Regions from separate parts of the Mus musculus genome. Here regions 2 and 3 are each linked to region 1. A link is a contact called in public Hi-C data. All regions are on one chromosome and are shown on one strand. The core of a region is the stretch at or near the end of the contact, and the rest is flanking DNA. Distances in the headings are between cores, read along the strand shown. Region 1 overlaps Ulk4 (unc-51-like kinase 4). Region 2 overlaps Ctnnb1 (catenin (cadherin associated protein), beta 1). Region 3 overlaps Ulk4 (unc-51-like kinase 4).

Region 1 (4,120 bases), core at 933-3,432:
GGCTGCTGTCTAAGGGGAGCCACCCAGCTCCCTGTTTCAGTGTGGTTGAAACCGTTGAGCTGGCTGGAGTTCCAGGTAAGCCCTGGTCTCACCCAGAAGTTCAGTGGCTTTGTATAATCCTGCTTGTTTTCCCCCTGCCCTATCCAGGGTGAGGGGCTTGTGTCTAGATGACTCTTGGAAGGCAGTGGATTTGTCCTTTCTTAGGGAAAGTCACTGCGTTTTTATCATACTTTCATTAAGAACTAATTGGATTTGATTCTGCCCTATTTATTAATTGTATGCATGTATGTATAGATTAATCTACCCATCTTGAGACAGGGTCTCACTGTGTAGTTCATACCCACTATTACACATCTGTCTCTCAAGAGCTCATTTAATATATGTACAGCATTTTACTTGGACATTAAATATTATCTCAGTGATAAGCCACCTGGCCTAAAGTCAAGTATAAATTTAGTATTTTATAAAACAAGTGGCCGCTGGGGGCTCCTTTGGTTCCAGTTCTGAAGGGAATCAAAATAACAGGAGCTCACGCATTTGTGAAATTCAGATAAAATTGTTTCAGTCTCTGCACTTCTGCAGATGCACACAGGTGAGCCCTTACCAGTGGGATAAGCAGGCTGATGAGGTCTGTGAGTGGTTTGCTGAGAAGCAGCAGGTCCTCTGCAGCCTGTGTGTCCCCTCTTGAGCCTGACTTCTGGACCTGGAACAAAGGAAAGGAAATGCATGGAATCCAGGTGGTTCGTCAGCTTGACTGTGTGAGGCCTGTGCACTCGGGGACACGATGAGAGGGGCTGAGGAGGGCAGGGCTGCCCTGTCCCCAAGTGCTGGAAGGATGGAGGCCCTGGAAGGGACACTGTGCTTCAGGACACTGTGACAGCAGTGCAGACCTGAAGAGTCCTAGGCAACACAACAAGGAGGGGGGAGGGGCTGCTGTAGGAAGGGTGGTGGGACACTTTGTGGTGGGGTACTTTGTGGGGGGACACTTTGTGGAGGAACACTTTGTTAGTTACTTTCCTCATCTCATCACCGAGACCAAAACTCTCAAAGGTGCAACTCTGTGAAACATGGTGCTTTGTGAATTCAAGGCCAGCCTAGGACACAAATCATGTCAGGCCAGCCAAGAGTACACAATGGGATCCTGACTCAAAACAAATCCCACAACAAAGGAGGAGCTGTGGGGAGGAGGGACTCACTCTGGTCACAGCAAAGGAGGAGCTGTGGGGAGGAGGGACTCACTCTGGCCACACTTTGGGGGTCTGGTCAGTGAAGGGGGTGGGGGTGGGAGCCTGAGGCCACCTGCTCATGTCTCAGTGGATCAGGAAACCTCAAGCTCCACACTCAGCAACCTTCTTCCTCCAATGAGGCTCCACCTCCTAGAGGTTCCATGACCTTCCCAAACAGTACCACCAGGTGGGGACCACAAGTTCAAAACCACACACCCAGTGGGGGACATTTCCTATTCAAAGCTCACACATTCTATAGCCTGCAGTGGGTGAGCACCCATCTTCCCTGCACTGGGTGAGCGCCTTATCTCCAGACTTCTGGCCCTACTTTCCAAGTGAGAAAATTGAAGTGTAGAAACTCTTATTGTGGGTGACAGCCAGAGAGATGTCTCAGTGGGCTACAGTGTTTGTTACTTAAAATAAGGGACCTAAATTCGGATTCCCTGCACTCAAATGAAGAGCCAGACAAGGCTGTGTGGGAGGAGATAGGAGACTCTCTGAAGCTCACTGCCCTCCGTCTTAGCTTCAGGTTTATTGAAAGGCTCTGCCTCAGGGAAGGAAGCAGAGAGTGAAGGAGGGAGACACCTGACCACTCGCTCTGGCCTCTGAGTGCACCTGAATGTATGCATGCCATATACCACACACACACACACACACACACACACACACACACACACACACCAAAAACATTGGGGGAGGGGATGAAAGGAAACTTGAATTTAGTTATCTAAAGTCACATATAAGTAACTGGGCCAGAGGTCAAACCAAGGCTATCCAACACCAAGTCACACCACTCATCCCCATGGATGTCTCTGTGCACACCCCTACACTCCCAGTTCACACCACTCACTCACACACACACACACACACACACACACCGTGTCTCTGTGCACACTACCACATTCTCAGTTGGATCTCCAATGGCAACCACATGCTCAAGTAACGCCCACGCAGAGCATCTGCCCATCCCATGCTACATGGCCAGGCTCCAGGGATGGCTCTCCACAACTTGAGACTCTGTCTGGGTTACCTTCCTGTTGCTATGATTAAATTACCCTGACAAGAGCAGCTGAAGAAGAAGGGCTTTATTCTGGCTCGGAGTTCAAGGGTACCATCTCCTGAGGCAGGGAAGTCCGGACAGACGGAGGGAAGCTTGAAGCAGCCTGTAGCACTGCATCCAAGGTCTGGAGGCAGAAAGCCATGGATGCATGCCTGTTCAGCTAGCTTTCTTCATTTCTAGTCTGGGATCTCTGCCCACAGAAGGTCCTGCCCAGTCAAGACAGGTCTCCCCACCTCAGTAAACACAGTTGAGGTAACTCCTCCCAGTTTTGCCTAGAGGCTTGTCTTCCAGGTCAGTCCAGATCCTGTGGACCTGAGAACTTTAGCCACTATGCATAGGCTTCAACTGTACCAGGATAAGAGTCAAGTCCTTCTGATCTGGGCTATACCCCATGGGCCTTCATAGAACTAATTGCAAGGGGTTTTACCACAGAAATGAACAGCTTTATATTCAGAACAGGTTCGATACCGCCTTCGCTTTAGAATGCACAGTTTGTTCAGATGCTTCTCTGTCTTTGCTTTTAGAACATGACCTCAGCCTGACCTTGCAGAGCAGGCCTCTCTGCCCTAGATCATGAACCTGGACTCCAGGGTCCATCCGTAGAAAGCCAAGACTCCCCCCCTCCCCCGACACTTCAGGCCTACAAACGGAATTTCACCTGCCTGCTTCTCTTACTGCTACTATTGGAACAGAAGGACTTTGTTGAGAATCCGACACCTTTCCTGGCTGAGGGGAAGAATAGCAACTGTTAGCTTGCTCCCCTCTGCCTCCTCCTCATCTACCTTTCTAAGAAAAGCAGTTTTCTCCTGGAGACCTGGGCCTCTCTGCATCTTGGCTGTTGATCCCCCGCCTTCCCTTCGGAGGCACAGGCTGATGTGGAGAAGCAGCCTTTGCACATTAAACATTAACACATTATCCCGGAGCTCGCGGAGCTCGCGCTGATGTTTCCTGCTAAGGCTAAGACAGGCTTGCAAATTAGGATGTGGGCTGCAGCAGGGGCGGTGGGGCCAGCGCTTCGGTCCCAAGGCTTCTGAGCTGGCAGGTGAGGCCACAGAACACTTGCCCTCAGGACACCCGGTGGGTCATCAAGCAGTGCCTAGACCCTGCCGTGGCAGCTATGTGCCACCTCTCTACAGTGTCAGGGACTCCAGAGACCTCAACTTTGCATAACTTGGCAGCTTATGAGAGGAACACATTAAAACTCAGAGCAAGGACTCACCCAGTCTGTAGTGGAAGCCCTGTATAGTGAAAGACTTTGTGTGGATGTGGCGGCCTCCCAAGAGGCTCAGAGAAACTGCAGAAGCCCAGAACTGCCTGTGCCCCCACCTCGGCATCTCGCTCTCTAGGTTGGCCTCCGGACATCCAGCTCTGTGGCCCCCTGGCTACTCTGGAGCTCCTGTCCCTACATGACACAGCACTGTCCTTCCAACCAGGTCTTCCACCTCTACCTCTGACCCACAGACTCCTTCCTAAGAAGACAGTGTCCCTTGTCACTGCTGGGCTATAACTTGACCCTTTCTTACCACCCAGTGTCTTAGACCTGCCTAGGTGCTGTAGTCCAGGCAAGAGACGACAGAAGCCTGATCAGGTTTGGAGAAAAGTAATTATATTTGCTAGACATCTGAGGTAGAATTCCACATCGCTTGGTGGCAGACAGGGTGAAGAAATAAAAAGGAAGAAAATAAGACTTAAAGGTTCCTTGTTTGTGCAGCAGGAAGGGACAGGCATGGCTTGCTGCAGGGGGAGGCATGGCTTGCTGCAGGGGGAGGCTGGCATGATTTGTGGTGGGGGAATGGTCTTAGGGGACAAATGGTTTGTTCAGCATTAGGTTCCA
Region 2 (4,120 bases), core at 1,159-3,658, 110 kb before region 1:
GGTTTGATACTGACCTGTAAATCGTCCTTTAGGTAAGAAAGCTTATAAAAGCCAGTGTGGGTGAATACTTTACTCTGCCTGCAGAACTCCAGAAAGACTTGGTAGGGTGGGAATGGTTTTAGGCCTGTTTGTAAATCTGCCACCAAACAGATACATACCTTGGAAGGAGATGTTCATGTGTGGAAGTTTCTCACGTTGATGTTTTTGCCACAGCTTTTGCAGCGTTATACTCAGATGAGTAACATTTGCTGTTTTCAACATTAATAGCAGCCTTTCTCTCTATACAGCTGTAGTGTCTGAACGTGCATTGTGATTGGCCTGTAGAGTTGCTGAGAGGGCTCGAGGGGTGGGCTGGTATCTCAGAAAGTGCCTGACACACTAACCAAGCTGAGTTTCCTATGGGAACAGTCGAAGTACGCTTTTTGTTCTGGTCCTTTTTGGTCGAGGAGTAACAATACAAATGGATTTGGGGAGTGACTCACGCAGTGAAGAATGCACACGAATGGATCACAAGATGGCGTTATCAAACCCTAGCCTTGCTTGTTCTTTGTTTTAATATCTGTAGTGGTGCTGACTTTGCTTGCTTTTATTTTTTGCAGTAACTGTTAGTTTTTAAGTAGTGTTATGTTCTAGTGAACCTGCTACAGCAATTTCTGATTTCTAAGAACCGAGTAATGGTGTAGAACACTAATTCATAATCACGCTAATTGTAATCTGGAGACGTGTAACATTGTGTAGCCTTTTGTATAAATAGACAGATAGAAATGGTCCGATTAGTTTCCTTTTTAATATGCTTAAAATAAGCAGGTGGATCTATTTCATGTTTTTGAACAAAAACTTTATCGGGGATACGTGCGGTAGGGTAAATCAGTAAGAGGTGTTATTTGAGCCTTGTTTTGGACAGTATACCAGTTGCCTTTTATCCCAAAGTTGTTGTAACCTGCTGTGATACAATGCTTCAACAGATGCGGTTATAGAAATGGTTCAGAATTAAACTTTTAATTCATTCACTTGTGTCATTTTGTTTGTTTGTCGTGAGATGGTTGCTCAGGGTGATGAAGGCGCCCAGCTTGCCCAGGGGAAGGAAGGGGCGCTGTCGGGGTACCCGGGCTGTCTGGGTAGAGAAGGACCAAGTCTGGATGGGAGTGCTCGGTGACCCTTAGCAGTGTCACATCAAAACCCAGGCAAACCACAGGAAGGAAGCCTTTGTAGGCCTTGAATATTGTCACTGGCTGACTGCACTTCTGACCAAAGGGCTGAGGAAGCCTGTGTAACCAGCCCTTCAGCTCACCCTCTCGCCCAGGAGCAGGCAGGCTTCCTGCAGTAGTCTCTGTGCTACACTGAGCAGCAGCTAGAGCTGGAGCTGACTAAGCTGACTAAGCCTCCTTAGGCTGCTGCCGTCCCACTGCAGGAGTGAGGCTCTGCCTGGGTTTGAACTTAAACATCATTGCTAGTGAGGCTCACTTGGAGAGGACAACCCTTCTAGTCATTTCAACCAGTAACCGTGTTTATCTGATCTTAAAACCAAAATGGGCTCCTTCCCTGTGGCCTGCCAGATGATCTGTCATTTTGGTGGTAGGTCTGTCAAGCAGACTTTGTACACATTTCCTACAAAGAAAGATGTGTTACAACTCGTGGTTGGGTTTTCTAAAAAGTGAGAATTTGTGTTGTGCTTTCCTGAGTCTTAAGATTGTGCCTGTTAAATTCACAGGAGGAAGAGGGTCCTGTGAGGAAGTCCTCAGAGATACCTTGGTGGGGTCCGGCTAACAGGGGTAGAGCTTTACTCCAGTCACCCTTTTATGTGAGGGACCGCAGCAGGGTATTCCGTATGGTGGTAGTTCTGGAATACCTAGAAGCACAAGGATGATACAGAGCCAAGTCCTACCTGCAGAGGTGGCAAAGGGACAGAAGTGCAGATGGGTGCTGTCTGAGATGTAGGCATGCCTCACGGGCAGTGGTTGGAGGCTTGTAGGAAAGCAAACACCATACTCTACTAGCACTTTAGCACACTCGGTAGGGCAGCATTCACAGAGGCATGCCTGGAGGGGTGAGGTGCACAGGATGCTGGCAGGCACCCACACGTCTGAAGCAATGCTGTAGGTGGGAGCTCCTAAGCAGCTGTCCTGGTTCTGACACAGGTGCAGGTGAAGGGAAGGGAAGATGGGGCTTCCAGAGCAGCTTTCTGACTGCAGCTCCAGTTTTGAGCTGTCCTTGGGAGCTAGACACCTGACTCCTTCCTCTGCAGCAGCCACCACGCCAAGGGCACAGATGAGGTACTTTGATCTGGGTCCTGATAGTGAAAGGTGCTGGCAAGATAAGCAGCTGCTCTTGATCTGACAGGTCTGATGGCTGTCTGTTCTCTAGAGAGAGATCTTCTACCACACTGCCTCCTGAAAGTAGTATCCTGAGTACAATTATAAACTGGTGAGATCTGAAGGAGAAGGCAGCATTGTGGAATGTGGTCTGTCCATTCTCCTACCCCTGACTCCTCAACTGCCAACATTAGAAGAAGTTATAGGTCTCTTCAGTCAGTGGTGAGGCCAAGCAAGCAGCCCCAGAGAGGGCTGGCTCAGCAGGCGAAAACCTGGTCATCCTAGTTGGAGTTCTGGAGCCTGTATTTTTAAAAAGCCAGATGTGGCAAGAGAAACCCTGCCTCAGGCTGGTGAGATGACTCAGCGGGTCAGAGTTGATCCAGGTAGCAGAGGGGAAGCCAACTTCCCCATTCCACAAGCAGCAGTGGTACCCAGTAAATGAAAGTGAGATTGTGTTTTTAAAAAGGCACTGTCTTCACAAAGTGGAAGGCAACGGACCCCAGAGAGCAGTGCACTGGGGTGGACAGGCACACAATTTTTCAAAAGGAGAGGCAAAGACCTCTTAGACTGGGAAGAGTGCCATTTGTATTTCCAAGAGATCTTCATGAACAATAGAAACCACACCCTGTGTCTGTTTGGGGTGGGGCCAGCAGACTGTAAGCCAGATATTCTCAAGAGCTTGAGGTGCTGTCAAAGGCAGAGCATTGTGGGTAATAGAAACTCCCAACAGCTAAATAAGCTGTCACATGGCCATTTTAGTGAGCATTCAGTAAAAGACTCCAGTGTGGCTGAGTGCATCAATAGAAAAGTAGAACATGGCTGCTGCCCTTGGGGCATATGGGGTCTTGAACAGAGCCACTACAAAAACAAAGAGACTACCTGCTGCACAAGGTTGAGTAGCATCTGTGATTCTGGGCCTGTTGCCTCTTGGTTAAAGCTGCTAGTCACATCCTCTACCACTGGGGTCCCAAGCTTCTGCCTAGGCCAACCATATGACCAAGAAAGTCACAAGAGGCCAATGATTCTTTGCCTTCTTGTGCTGCCTTTGAGGTTACCACAGCTGAGCCACCCGGACTGTGGCTGGTTTTTCAGTGTCTGGGGAAGGGAGTAAAGGCCGTTTGTGAGCTGGCTGGGATGGGGGAGCAAACCCTCCACTCACCTTGTGCAGCAGCTCTCTGCTGGAATAGAGCACAGGATATGCCAGCCCAGGGTCCCCGGAGTCTGTGAGTGCACACAGAAAACAAAAGATGGCCACCACAGCTACCTAGGTATCCTCAGGGCAGCTGTGGCCACTTACTTTCTGGTATTTCTTGAGGGCAGCACAACCAGCCCCTACTTTCAGGCTATGGTTTAGGGCAAAGGCTTGAGCTGGGGCCAGCCGCCTGCCTGGTGCTCTGCTTCTGTCTGTGCCTGGTGTGCTTAGTGGCTGCTGGAGTTAGGGAGTGAGGCTGCAGTGCAGGCTGGAGCCTGGGCCAGCACAGGGCAGGGAGGCGGGGCAGAGGAGGAGCTGTGCTTGCCTCCTTCCCCCCACTAGCCAGTGTGTTCATCTATTCCACAGTAGTTTATAAGCTTGGGGAGCAAGCCATATCACCTTGAGTGGGAGAAGCAGGGAATGGGAGGCGTGGGCGGTGGCTGCCAGGCCTAGTGTCTAGCAAGACAGCAACCCTGCTTCACACCCCAGGCCCCTTGCCTGTAAAATCACCTGGCAGAATGTCCTGGAATGTTAAAGCCTTCCTGGTTTAGATTGTTCTATGTTCTTCTGAAAAGGGGAGAGGAAGAGGAATGTCTTGTTGTTTTGAAGCAGCTTC
Region 3 (4,120 bases), core at 837-3,336, 74 kb before region 1:
GAATTCCCAAGGGGAAGCTGTCCTCTCCTAGCTAATGATGATGCCAATCTGGTCACTCAGAGAAACGAGGCCTCAAAAGTAAGCTTGAAGCTGGGGTGTCACAGGAAGCCTGAGGAACCAAGGTGAGCCACGAGTAAGCTTACAGGAGATACCCCCCCCCCCCCCGCCCAGTGCCCAAACATCAACTCTTCAAAGGCAAGCTAAGCTCTAATATAAACTGGAATGGGGGTCATCGGATAAGTGTAAGCTGTGCAACTCTGACAGCCTGCCCACCTCCCCCCAGTCCATGGTGGGAGGCAGAACACCTGTGACATCTGCATGTGTGTCATAGCATGTGTGCACCTGTGCACATGTGTGTGCAGACACAGTAATAAAAACAAAGAGGAATTTATTAAAGTGAAAAGGAAGAGGAGTTCGTGTTGGTCTGTAAATTACACAGATTTTTTTAATCCAATGCTTATTCATTTGGCAAATTCCAGAATATGCGCCACTGTCCTGGTTGGAAACAGTTTCCAGATACACCACCATCGAAGCCAGAGCGGGAGCTCAGTGCTGGCCTAGCATGCATGAAGGCCTGGCTTTGAACCCATGACACACTGCATAAGCCATGTGTGGCTGAACATACCCATGATCCCAGGGCTAAGGAGTTAGAGGCAGGGGGATCAGGAGTTCAAGGCCATCCTAGGCTACAAAGGGAGTTTGAAGCCAGTCTCTACATGAGTCTGGGCCTCTAACAAAAAACATCCAGACATGGAAATCTCAGGTGAGGTATTCCTGGTCCTGAAGAAAGAATTTTATTCTTATAAACAAAACACCCACAGTATGAACGAATTCTATGCATATGTATTCATGCATGTATATTTATAAATTAACTTATACATATGCATAATCCATTTACACATATGTAACAGAGCAGAACACGGTCTTTATCATCTTCTGGGCAGAGTCATGGCACAGGGCATTGGTGTAGCTGCCACTACAGGCCTCAGCGTGTGTGGGCTGGGAGTGTGGGAGGTGTTTGCAGCTCAGGCTCCCTGAAAGAGATGCTCCACACAGCTCTCTCTGCAGGCAGCAGATCCAGTATTCTGGTACTGAGAACACAATCATGTCTCACAAATCAATACAGACTATTCTTCATATTTGATTCCTGAATACAGGTTTGCAGTTAATTCATTATTAACTAATGTGCAAGTTAAGAGTGCTGATGGAGCAGTCTGCACGGCAGTCCCCAGCTCTTTGCTTCATCGGCCCACAGTGGCTGGCAAGGGTACTCATTCCAGGAAGGATGTTTATACTCTTGGTAGGGTGACGTCACCACACTACCCTCTTTGTTAAGAGTCAAGGAAAGATACTGGGTAGAGTCTGTCTCAAGGCCAAGGCAGCTGACAGGATACAACGTAGATGTTTCCCAGGCAAAGGAAAATTTGGACGGTTTATTTCAAGCTATTCAGAAAGGCTTCTGAGAGAGCATGTGTTTTGGGTTGAGGATAGACATGGTAAAAGGCCCAGAAGACAGGGATAACATAACCAGACAGCACTCAGTCAGAGCAGGCAAGCCCCCTTCCCACCTCCCAAGAGAGGGTGGCAGGGCCCTGGCAGATGCTGTGGGTGGGAGCTCTAACAGGTGGACCAGGAGAGACACTGTAAGAAAGCTATCACTGCGCATAGGTGCTGGGTGCCTGCCTGCCGTTTACAGGTTTTTAATGAGGTGAATGGCGCAGGATCTTAGCTTTAAGGGTGATTCGGTTTATTTCCTTTGGGGAGATGAACAGAGAATAAATAGAAGGAAAAGGAAAAAGAAGTTTGGAAGGAGAGGGAGGTTTCTGTGCAGAGAAGGCAAGGTCAGTCTTGGCAGCTTCCATTTACCTTCTTGCTCAGTGCATCCTGGGAAATGTCCTGCTGGACAAAGTCCCCAGGGCACTTTGTCCAAGAGCAAATTGCAGCAAATTCCACCCTGTTAGGTTTACCTCACTGTTCCAAGTATACCTCAGTCGCAGCAGATCTCGGCCACTTAGGCCCCATCCCCCACTTTCCTTGGCAGAGTTCCTACACCCTGTGTCCTCCTTCTCCCTGGGATAGTTTGGCTTCCTGCCTCCTCTGTGGTCTCCAGAAGCCACACCCCCTCCACCGAGGACAGAAGCGGCCCTAGGACCCCTATTAATGTAATTAACGCCTTTGCATCGCTTTCAAGTACAGCCATTATGGAAACCAGAATCCAGATGTGTGGTGGTTGCATCTCAATACACACCCATTCTGTGCCAGAGGCTGCCCAGGGTTGCCAGCCTGCTTAAGTACTGGTGGTGCTAATTACCGTGATAACGTGTGTTTATGTGGCGCCATCCTGCCCCAGCCACCTCCATGAGCACCAAGGCATGCAATTAACCATTGAGTATAAAGAGCAATAGCTAAGAGGAGTTTTCAGAAAGGGACCAGGGCCAAGCTTAACGCATGGCATGGCATGGCATGGCGGCTCTTCTTTCCTCAGGGAACAGGCTGTACGGGTGAGTCAGAGCTGAGGGGCACACTGAAATCTGAGCATCTCCCATCCTCAAGGCCTTTGTGAAGTCAGACCGGACCCAACTGCCAACTTGAGTGAAGAAGACTCAGCATGCCTGAGCTTGAAGCCAGAAGAGCAAGGCATGCCGATGTCAGAACCCTGGGGGTGTGGGGGATCCGGACAGACTGGGATGGTCAACCCTAGGAAGACATAGGGAGTAGGAGGGTTGGAGTACTCCACAGTGAGGGTGAAGAATGACCTCCCCCCCCCCCTCCGCTCCTGGGAACAGGAGGAAGAGAGGGCGCTACACAGCATGTGTGACTACAGTATCTAAAAGCTTGGAGTCTGGAGGGTTAGAGGTGGGGTGTGATCGGCAACAGAAAACCTGGGTCAGGCCCATGGAAGGGCAGCCTGTGCTCTGTGGCAGAACATCGCAGGGAACCCACACATACCTAGATAGTGCATTTTCAGAGGGATGCTGGCAAGTGAGACAGAGGGCAAGAGGTCAGAACCTTCCCCAGACAGAGGGGAAGGTGTGGACACCGAGATGAGAAGAGAGAGAGGCAGGGGACAGGGGTGTGTCAGTCAGCTCCCCGTCGCTACAACAAATGCCAGAGATGATCAGCATGGAGAGGAAGGGTCGATTTGGCTCCTGGTTTCAGAGTTCTCACCGTCCCTGGCTGCAGGCTGCATTGTTCCTAGGGCTGGGGATGGTAGTACATGCACCCTGACAGTAAGGGGCAGAACTAATGGCCAGTCACGGAGGGAAGTGAAAACATAGGAGGGGCTTGAGCTGGACTGGCCCCTTTGGAGGCAGGCTTCCAAAGACCTTCCCACCAGGCCCCAGGGCTCAAAGGACCGTGTCACATCTCAATAACAACATCAGGGACCACACCCACAGCACACAGGCCTTTAGGGGCTGTCTTAGTCAGGGTTTCTATTCCTGCACAAACATCATGACCAAGAAGCAAGTTGGGGAGGAAAGGGTTTATTCAGCTTACACTTCCACCGTGCTGTTCATCACCAAGGAGGTCAGGACTGGAACTCAAGCAGGTCAGGAAGCATGCAGAGGCCATGGAGGGATGTTACTTACTGGCTTGCTTCCCCTGGCTTGCTCAGCCTGCTCTCTTATAGAACCAAGACTACCAGCCCAGAGATGGTCCCACTCACAAGGGAACCTTCCCCCTTGATCACTAATTGAGAAAATGCCTTACAGTTGGATCTCATGGAGGCATTTCCTCAACTGAAGCTCCTTTCTCTGTGATAACTCCAGCTGTGTCAAGCTGACACAAAACTAGCCAGTACAGGGGCCAATTCAAATCAAACTACAGAGGTGAGTTACAGAAGCGGGGTTGATGCAGTGTGGAGGCACCAGGCAAAGCGAGATCAGTGGAAGCTCCATCTCCATAAAGGCATAAGTGGAAGCCCAGTTTTAAAATTTGCAGGGATTCCTGATTCAGGATTTGTTTGTGACTGTTAATTTCAACTGTCTGCTTGACTGGATTCAGAGACACTGAGTATTGGCGTGCAAAGGTGACCTTTCCACAGCGGCTTAATGATGAGGGAAGACCCATCCTGAATGTGGAAGGACCATGCCATGGGTTGGAGTTAAAGACTGAATAA

Evidence for each region. Hi-C and Micro-C count contacts between places; a contact is called where the count stands out from the background.
Region 2: a Hi-C map of cerebral cortex shows a contact between it and region 1, with 1.9 times the contacts expected there. The contact joins two enhancer-like sites. A contact is called at or near these places in 6 of 484 Hi-C or Micro-C datasets (Sertoli cells, cerebellar granule neurons, cerebral cortex and 3 more), 1 of 115 datasets of contacts at active chromatin or transcription factors (neural progenitor cells) and 2 of 9 other capture datasets (adipose tissue and pancreatic islet).
Region 3: a contact with region 1 is called in a Hi-C map of cortical neurons, with 2.2 times the contacts expected there. The contact joins two enhancer-like sites. A contact is called at or near these places in 6 of 484 Hi-C or Micro-C datasets (the N1E-115 cell line, cerebral cortex, cortical neurons and 2 more).

What each region holds. Positions count from the first base shown.
Region 1 is chr9:121,073,314-121,077,433 of GRCm38.p6, forward strand. Ulk4 (unc-51-like kinase 4) reads right to left here. Exons shown (of 37, transcript NM_177589.3): 34 at 605-703. Among named protein-coding and RNA genes, the nearest start is that of Gm34945, 99 kb to the left of the region's middle. Within about 2 kb of position 2,183, at least 17 of the 459 cell types and tissues checked have an H3K27ac peak or open chromatin away from gene starts, as enhancers often do. A contact at or near this core is called in cerebral cortex and cortical neurons, where this site is marked.
Region 2 is chr9:120,959,498-120,963,617 of GRCm38.p6, forward strand. Ctnnb1 (catenin (cadherin associated protein), beta 1) reads left to right here. Exons shown (of 15, transcript NM_007614.3): 15 at 1-1,010. The coding sequence ends at 20. Among named protein-coding and RNA genes, the nearest start is that of Mir7090, 6.5 kb to the left of the region's middle. Within about 2 kb of position 2,409, at least 106 of the 459 cell types and tissues checked have an H3K27ac peak or open chromatin away from gene starts, as enhancers often do. A contact at or near this core is called in cerebral cortex, where this site is marked.
Region 3 is chr9:120,999,810-121,003,929 of GRCm38.p6, forward strand. All of the region lies in intron 35 of Ulk4 (unc-51-like kinase 4), which reads right to left. It overlaps Gm34945 (a long non-coding RNA gene), which reads left to right. Exons shown (of 2, transcript XR_003948093.1): 2 at 1-412. Among named protein-coding and RNA genes, the nearest start is that of Gm34945, 25 kb to the left of the region's middle. Within about 2 kb of position 2,087, at least 56 of the 459 cell types and tissues checked have an H3K27ac peak or open chromatin away from gene starts, as enhancers often do. A contact at or near this core is called in cerebral cortex and cortical neurons, where this site is marked.